2 separate regions of the Zea mays genome follow, and region 2 is linked to region 1. The links are chromatin contacts, called in public Hi-C maps. All regions are on one chromosome and are shown on one strand. Each heading gives the region's core, a stretch centred on a gene start, on an enhancer-like site or on the middle of the called end of the contact. The rest is flanking DNA. Distances are from core to core; before and after follow the strand shown.

Region 1 (3,457 bases), core at 862-3,361:
CTTATTGCAAAAACTACTCTCTTGTGGGGGAGAAATTTGATTATGGGAAAAGGGAAAGTTTCTGGCTTTTGATCAAAACTAATCTTGAAAGTTATTTTGATGTGCCAAAGGAAAGTGTTTTTGACATAGAGATAGGAAAATGAATTTGTTTGAAAATTTCAAAATTTTAGTGTAAGTATACTTGGTTTTTGATCAATACCCTCTTATTGCAAAAACTGCTCTCTTGTGGGGGAGAAATTTGATTATGGGAAAATGGGAAGTTTCTCGCTTTTGATCAAAACTAGTCTTGAAAGTTATTTTGATTTGCCAAAGCAAAGTGTTTTTGACATAGAGATAGGAAAATGAATTTGTTTTGCGAAAACAAACCAAGTGGTGGCAAAAATGATCCAAATATGCCAAATCCTATGATGATTTTATTGGTCTTCAATTTGACATCAATTTGCACTTTTTAGCTCGCATTTGGATATGTTAGTCCATTTTGTGTTGCTTTTGATGTGTTCGTATGAATCACCAAAAAGGGGAAGATTGAAAGGGAAATGTGCCCTTGGGCCATTTCTATTTTGTTTTGGTGATTAAATGTTGTAAGTGCAATCAACCCTAACTAAGGGTTTTGGTGATTTAATGTAACACCCAAAATCACATTTTGGTAATTTAGTGAATTCTCCTATGAATTTGAGATAAAAAATGACTTCTAATAATGATTTCATTCCTTTGTAAAGTATATCTCTCTAATGGGAATGATTAATAACAATAGGAGATTGGTATTCAAAACTTAGACCCAATACCTAAACCTAAAAATTAGCACAACAAATAGAAGAAAGGCTTTTAATATATTTAGCTTTCCCTTTATAGCTATATAATTAACGCACTCTTTAAATATATATATATATATGTATATAAATCAAAATCATTTATGATAAAGATTATAAAATTAACTTTTCCTAAACTAAACAAAAAAATGTACTGGAATTATGGATAACTATTTAAATGACTACACTTGCAAATATAACTTTTCTTTTAAGTGTGTGCGTTGTATATTTGAAGTATTTGCATAAATAAAACAATAAATAAATATAAATAAAATCATGCTTGCATAACATGCTGGATTATTTGCTATGGCATTTGGGTACAAATCCTAAATTTGAATCCTGTGTGATTATAGAAATTTCCAAATAGAATTCAAATGAAAAATAGAAAATGAATTGGAAATATATAACTAGAAGCTGGAAATAGAAAAAGAATAAGCAAAACGGAAAAGGGAGAAAGTCTAATTTCGGATCAGCTCGGTCCACCACTTCAATGCAATCAGTCGGCCCACTTTCTTTAGAATCGGTCAAGGATTCCTCGCACTGCCGGCCTGGCTGAACCACACGCCGTTTTGTGGACCCTGGGTGTCAGCCACACTTTCCGTGTTTCTGCGTACAACCATGGATTAGCTGACATGTGGGACCAGAACGTCAGCTCTATCATCCCCTCCGGTCTTCAACCGAGCATGCCGCGTGCTCGCCTGGGATGCGGGATTCTCGGCTAGGAATCCTAACGAACCGGTGTTTATATACCCGAGAAATCGCGCCCTGTAGCCATTGCTTTTGCTGGAGGCAGAGGAGTTGTGAAGGGTGGAGCCAAGAGGATGGCAGAGAAAGCAAGAACAGGGAGCCGCCGCCGATGGAACCGAAGCTACACGGTGTCGTCGGACGGCCTCGCTTTCACCTCTGCTAGCGATAAACCACCCTCTATCCTATTTGCTTTCATCTTCGTCCCTATTCCTGGCAGCAGCAGTCGGATTAGGGCCCTAGATCACTGGTGGGCCGAGCGCAGTGTCGGCACCGCCATGGTTTTCGACCTCAGTGGTGTCCAGACGTTGGAGGTAGGAGATAACGCGTCCTCCGTTGATCCTTTGATCGACGTCCAGCGATAGATGAGTGTTTACCCTTTCGCGTATTTGATTGGTCCATCGAATCGAGATCGGGTGGAGAAGAGTGCGTCATCGGCGTGGGCGAGTGTTGGCCATGGATCTTGGTTTGTGCGGTTCCTATTGCATACCGGTTCAACCTCGGATCTGTTACCGTAGATGAGCGAATCAACGGGTGGGGACTGGATTCCTGCTTAATTGAATCGGGGCCGTGAGATCCAGATCCGACGACAGATAGTGCGTACCGGTTCGGTATATCTCAAGATATAATATAGTCCTTGGGATCGTGATCGGACGGCTCTGGCGCCTCGATACCCCTTTGTCGTGTCATATTTGCATAAGAAACCCCTGACTATAGCAGAAACAACCCGCCGTCCAGTTTTTGCACCCAATCCCCTCAATTAACTTTTGAAAAATACAAACCAGTCCTTAGACTTTTCAAAAGAAACCCTGGCAGCAATTTTTGGCCTCAAAATCAATAATAAAAACACCTCAAACTTGTTTATCTCATAGAGTTCTCATTTTAACTCTGATTTAGACCGTTCAAATTGTGTCATCTTCGTAATAAAATTACCTACGCAGTAGCAACATTATTTGTATTGTATCACATACTTTTGTAATTAGATATTTGTTTAAAACCTATGTATACTTTTCTAATCTAAATTGATATACTATTTTAATTCAATCCATAATTATAATGTGACTATATGTAATTAAGTTATAATTATTATTAAAGTTAACTAGACATTTCTTTATCGGTTTCACATGATTTATATTAACATCAACATAGAACCTACTTTTAATGTTTAAATCACATAGGTCTTCCAAAATCCATATCTTTTTAACCGTAACTCTGAATTTAGTGGTTCTCGAACCTACGATCTCGTTATGATGCGTAGAATATTATCATGCATTTTGTTCTGATGTTTGGTGTGATGTTAAATTCTCCTATACCATGTTTGTTTGTATTGTCGCGAGTAGCAGCGAGGTTACAAGTCACTTGGAGACCAAGTTCGGGAAGTACCTGGGAATCTCGAGTCTAAGGCAAGTTATGCCCTTGATCATTCTTCTTTACCTAATAATGTTCCTGTTAATCACTGTGACATGCTCAGGTTAATTTGATGGGACCTAATAGGTTTTCCTAGCATTGTTTCTCCCCCACCTTGCAAACAGATGAAATATTGGGTTGATTTGCTATTGATATACCTGGTTTTGGGAAACTAATGTTTTATTATGATCATGTTCCAATTATGTTGTTGTTTTAATTATTTTTCATGATAAGATCATCATGTTAATTGGAACATGGAGAACCACCCGAGAAAACAGTGCTACCACAAGGGTGGAATCGGACGCCCTTGGCCAAGTAATTAGCAAAGCTAGGGAGAGATTACCTTACCCGCAAGGGGCAAGCGGGGAGGCATCGCTGCAAGAGTATAGGGTGGTTCTCGGATCGAATTGATGTGATGACAGTTCGGACGAGGGATTCCTATGTGAAAGTCGCCTAGAGGGGGGGTGAATAGGCGAAATCTGAAAATTATAAACTTT
Region 2 (3,303 bases), core at 104-2,603, 320 kb before region 1:
AAGCCGTGACGTCAGGCTTCTTCAAGCCTAAGTTTTATGTTATTGTTATTTAAGCGAAACACGTCATAGATGGCCGTATCGCGTTTCAACCATGTCTCCAGGTAAGTGTGGATTCTAAAACAAAACAAAATAACACAAGTGGTCATATCAGTAAATGTGGAGTTTTCCCTTTTTAGCCTAAAGAAGTTTAGCATTGACGCGTTTAGCTATTTACCTCAACTGTTAGCACGTTGTGCTGCTTGGTTCACCAAAAGTAACATAAATGACAACAATAATAATTCACGCTCGATTACCTGCGGTAATAAGTTTGAATAGATCGGTATTAGTTTCTAATGTGGGATCTAACTACGGTTGAACTTAAACAAATATGATTTAATATTATCAATTCCTTTTTATATTTACAAATGCGTGAACCAAACAATATCTTAAAAGTTTTAGGTACCTTATCCCTGAAACATTATCTTTATCTTCTTCTAATAAAACAACAACCGATAGCCTTACTTTTAAAAAAATCACCACTCAAATAGATGCTAAAAAGGTCAGATACCCATAAAAAAACACTAGAATATTCCCCCCACACAACGATTCTTCGTTGCGGCCTCATTTTTCCTACGGTTGGATTTTCTACGGTTGCACAACTCTAATTTTAAAAGCTCAATGAAGGCGGATCCCTTATGTATATATAGTTGGGTGTTTTATTATTATTTATTTGTACAGAGAATTTTGAGATCAAACTGAACTTGGCTAACTAATAGTGGCATAACTTTTCAAGATTAAAAGGGTACTCTCTGTTTCGCTCACTGAATGCATATGAAAGTGAGATGTCTATGACAGCAACACATTAGTATATTATTTTTTTAGATAATGAAACCATAAGCGTCCGGCTTCTTCCCTCACGAAGGAATACGCAGGGCATAAATAGATGAGATAAACTTTAACATGAACAGTGCTCTGATCAAATCTCGACGCTTAAAACAAACAAAATCGAACGGCCTGACTAATGGTACGTGAGCTATTAGCTATTTTTTTATCCTAAACTACAAGACGTCGTTATAATATTATTAGCTAAATTATGTCCTTTCTTTAAGTATATAGTTGAAAATAATCTGATTAAATGGAGTAGTTTTGAGGTCCCTTTCAGATTTCAGTCATGCTTCAATCAAACCCAGCGATACAAAAACAGAAAAGAAAGAATCTTTTCCAGGGCGGCCGCAAAGGACACGTCACCTCTTCGTCTACGTGATACATGCGTAGGCATCACCGCATCAGAACTCTCAGACTCTAGTACTCTACCACACACACATCCCCCTTCCCTTCCCTTCCCCGCAACTACCCTCTACTCTCTACTGCACGCTTCTACTATCTAAGAAACAACGCACACGGGCCGAAACTAAATTTCTCCAAGCGCGCAATCCTGTCGCCAACCCCGGCCACGGATCGGGGATGTCGTCTGCTGCGGGCCGCGCGCCGGCGCCGACGCCGATGGGCTCCGCCGATCGCTGTAAGGTACATCCATCGGCTCTCGTCTCCGCTCTCTCTTCCTCTCCTTTGCTCCGAGCTCTGTCATCCCGGTCTGCTTCCTGCGACCCGCCGTTGCAGATCGACGGGATCGTGGCGGCGGAGAAAGCCACCAGGAGCTGCGTCGAATGCCGCGCCACCACCACGCCCATGTGGCGCAGCGGCCCGACCGGGCCCAGGGTAAGCTAGCTCATGATCGCCCTCCCTCCTCTCCTCTTGTTAGCCAGGCTAGCAGCTCCGTGCGTATAGCGTTCGTCCGCACCAGATTGGGGATTCCTGGTCGCTGGTTTGGTTGCTGATCTTGATCAACTTAGCTATGTATACACACGACTCCAATAGTCGTCCTGCGTATACTTACTACTCGTTTTTCCTGGTTGTATTGGAGTATATAGGATAGGATATGTGTGATCATCTATCTATTCATAATAACCTTATTAATTTACTACCGACCTCGTATATAGTGAATGTTGGATTCAAATTCGGTCGAGGAAAGCAGTAGGATGAAATGGAGGCACCAAAGACCAAGTCCAATTGGTGCAGTGTGTTCTAATCGGAGACAGCTAGCTAAGAACGATCCAGCCACATTCCACCAAATCTAGCCTGTGCGCCCAAGGTCTTCTAGTTTTTGTGTTTTTTTAATTTTAATTCCATAGGCAACATGCTGACGCGGTACCATCAACGTGAGCTGTCACTCCGAGACAAGCACGCTGTTTGAGGGTCTATTCAGCGAAGTCTTCTTTTGCTCTTACCGGCCAAATGCTTGAAAGTGGATTTGACGATGGAGGAGCTATTTGCATTTGAGATAAATGAAACTGCTCTATTAGTTTTTCATGGAAATATTGCTTTTATATTCATACTAATACTTCTTGACTTGTTGATATTTCTCTCTATCCAATTGGACTGCAAGTTGGTAGTTAGGTGAGCTGTTCCTCCCAACAGTGCTAAAAACCGAGCCAATGATGTGCTGGGAGAAAAAAAAAGATACTTTATCCACTTTGATTCCCCTAGCTGAAAACAGATGATTACATTCAGTCTATACCCTTAAAACAAATCGAATGCAGTCACTTTTTTTTCTCTCCCTTAACTCGTTTCAATTCTGCTGGCAGTCACTTTGCAACGCCTGTGGGATCCGGTACCGAAAAAAGAGGAGGCAAGAGCTTGGCCTAGACCGCAAGCTGCAGCAACAACAAAATAATGGCGAGGCGAAGACGGATGAAGCAAAAGACAGCTCTAGCAACAGCAGCAGCGGGAGCAGCAACTTGCAGGTGGTGCAGAAACGGAGGCTGCTAATGGGAGTGGAGGAGGCTGCTCTGCTGCTGATGACCCTATCTTCTTCGCCCACATCCACGTTGCTTCATGGATAAGGACCCTCCTCCAACGCCAGATCAGCAGTGTACATACAACGTACCCCCTGCACAGTGACTGCCGAACGATTGCAGGCCTATCTCAGGGTTGTGTGATCTTGTGATTGGGGCGGATTATTAGTGCCAAGCTAATCACTCCGTTGATCGTCTTGTCTTCCTCTGTTTTCGCCGCACCCGTAGATCTTGATGCCAGCCAGCCATATATCTTCTACGTGATTTGTGGTAGGCTCCATAATCAGAGGTCTGTTGATCCCATTCCCCCCGCACATCTTTTTTCTCTTGTCTTTTCTCTTTTTGGTTTTTTGTATGTACTTTGATGTTGCCCCATTTGTGAGGGATGGGTGATCAAAGAGGAGACGCCATCCCTTCTCGTTCTGGAATAATGGTCCAAATAATAAAGGATTTGAGCTGTTTTGTTTTG

What was found. Hi-C and Micro-C count contacts between places; a contact is called where the count stands out from the background.
Region 2: a Hi-C map of leaf shows a contact between it and region 1, with 7 times the contacts expected there. The contact joins the promoter of LOC100285453 here to the enhancer-like site in region 1. A contact is called at or near these places in 2 of 25 Hi-C or Micro-C datasets (endosperm and leaf).

Annotation. Positions count from the first base shown.
Region 1 is chr8:41,614,980-41,618,436 of Zm-B73-REFERENCE-NAM-5.0, reverse strand. No RefSeq gene overlaps it. Among protein-coding and RNA genes, the nearest start is that of LOC103635116, 140 kb to the right of the region's middle. Within about 2 kb of position 2,111, at least 17 of the 20 cell types and tissues checked have an H3K27ac peak or open chromatin away from gene starts, as enhancers often do. A contact at or near this core is called in leaf, where this site is marked.
Region 2 is chr8:41,936,350-41,939,652 of Zm-B73-REFERENCE-NAM-5.0, reverse strand. It overlaps LOC100285453 (GATA transcription factor 22), which reads left to right and starts at 1,353. Exons shown (of 3, transcript NM_001158346.1): 1 at 1,353-1,506; 2 at 1,600-1,698; 3 at 2,625-3,303. The coding sequence starts at 1,444. The coding sequence ends at 2,882.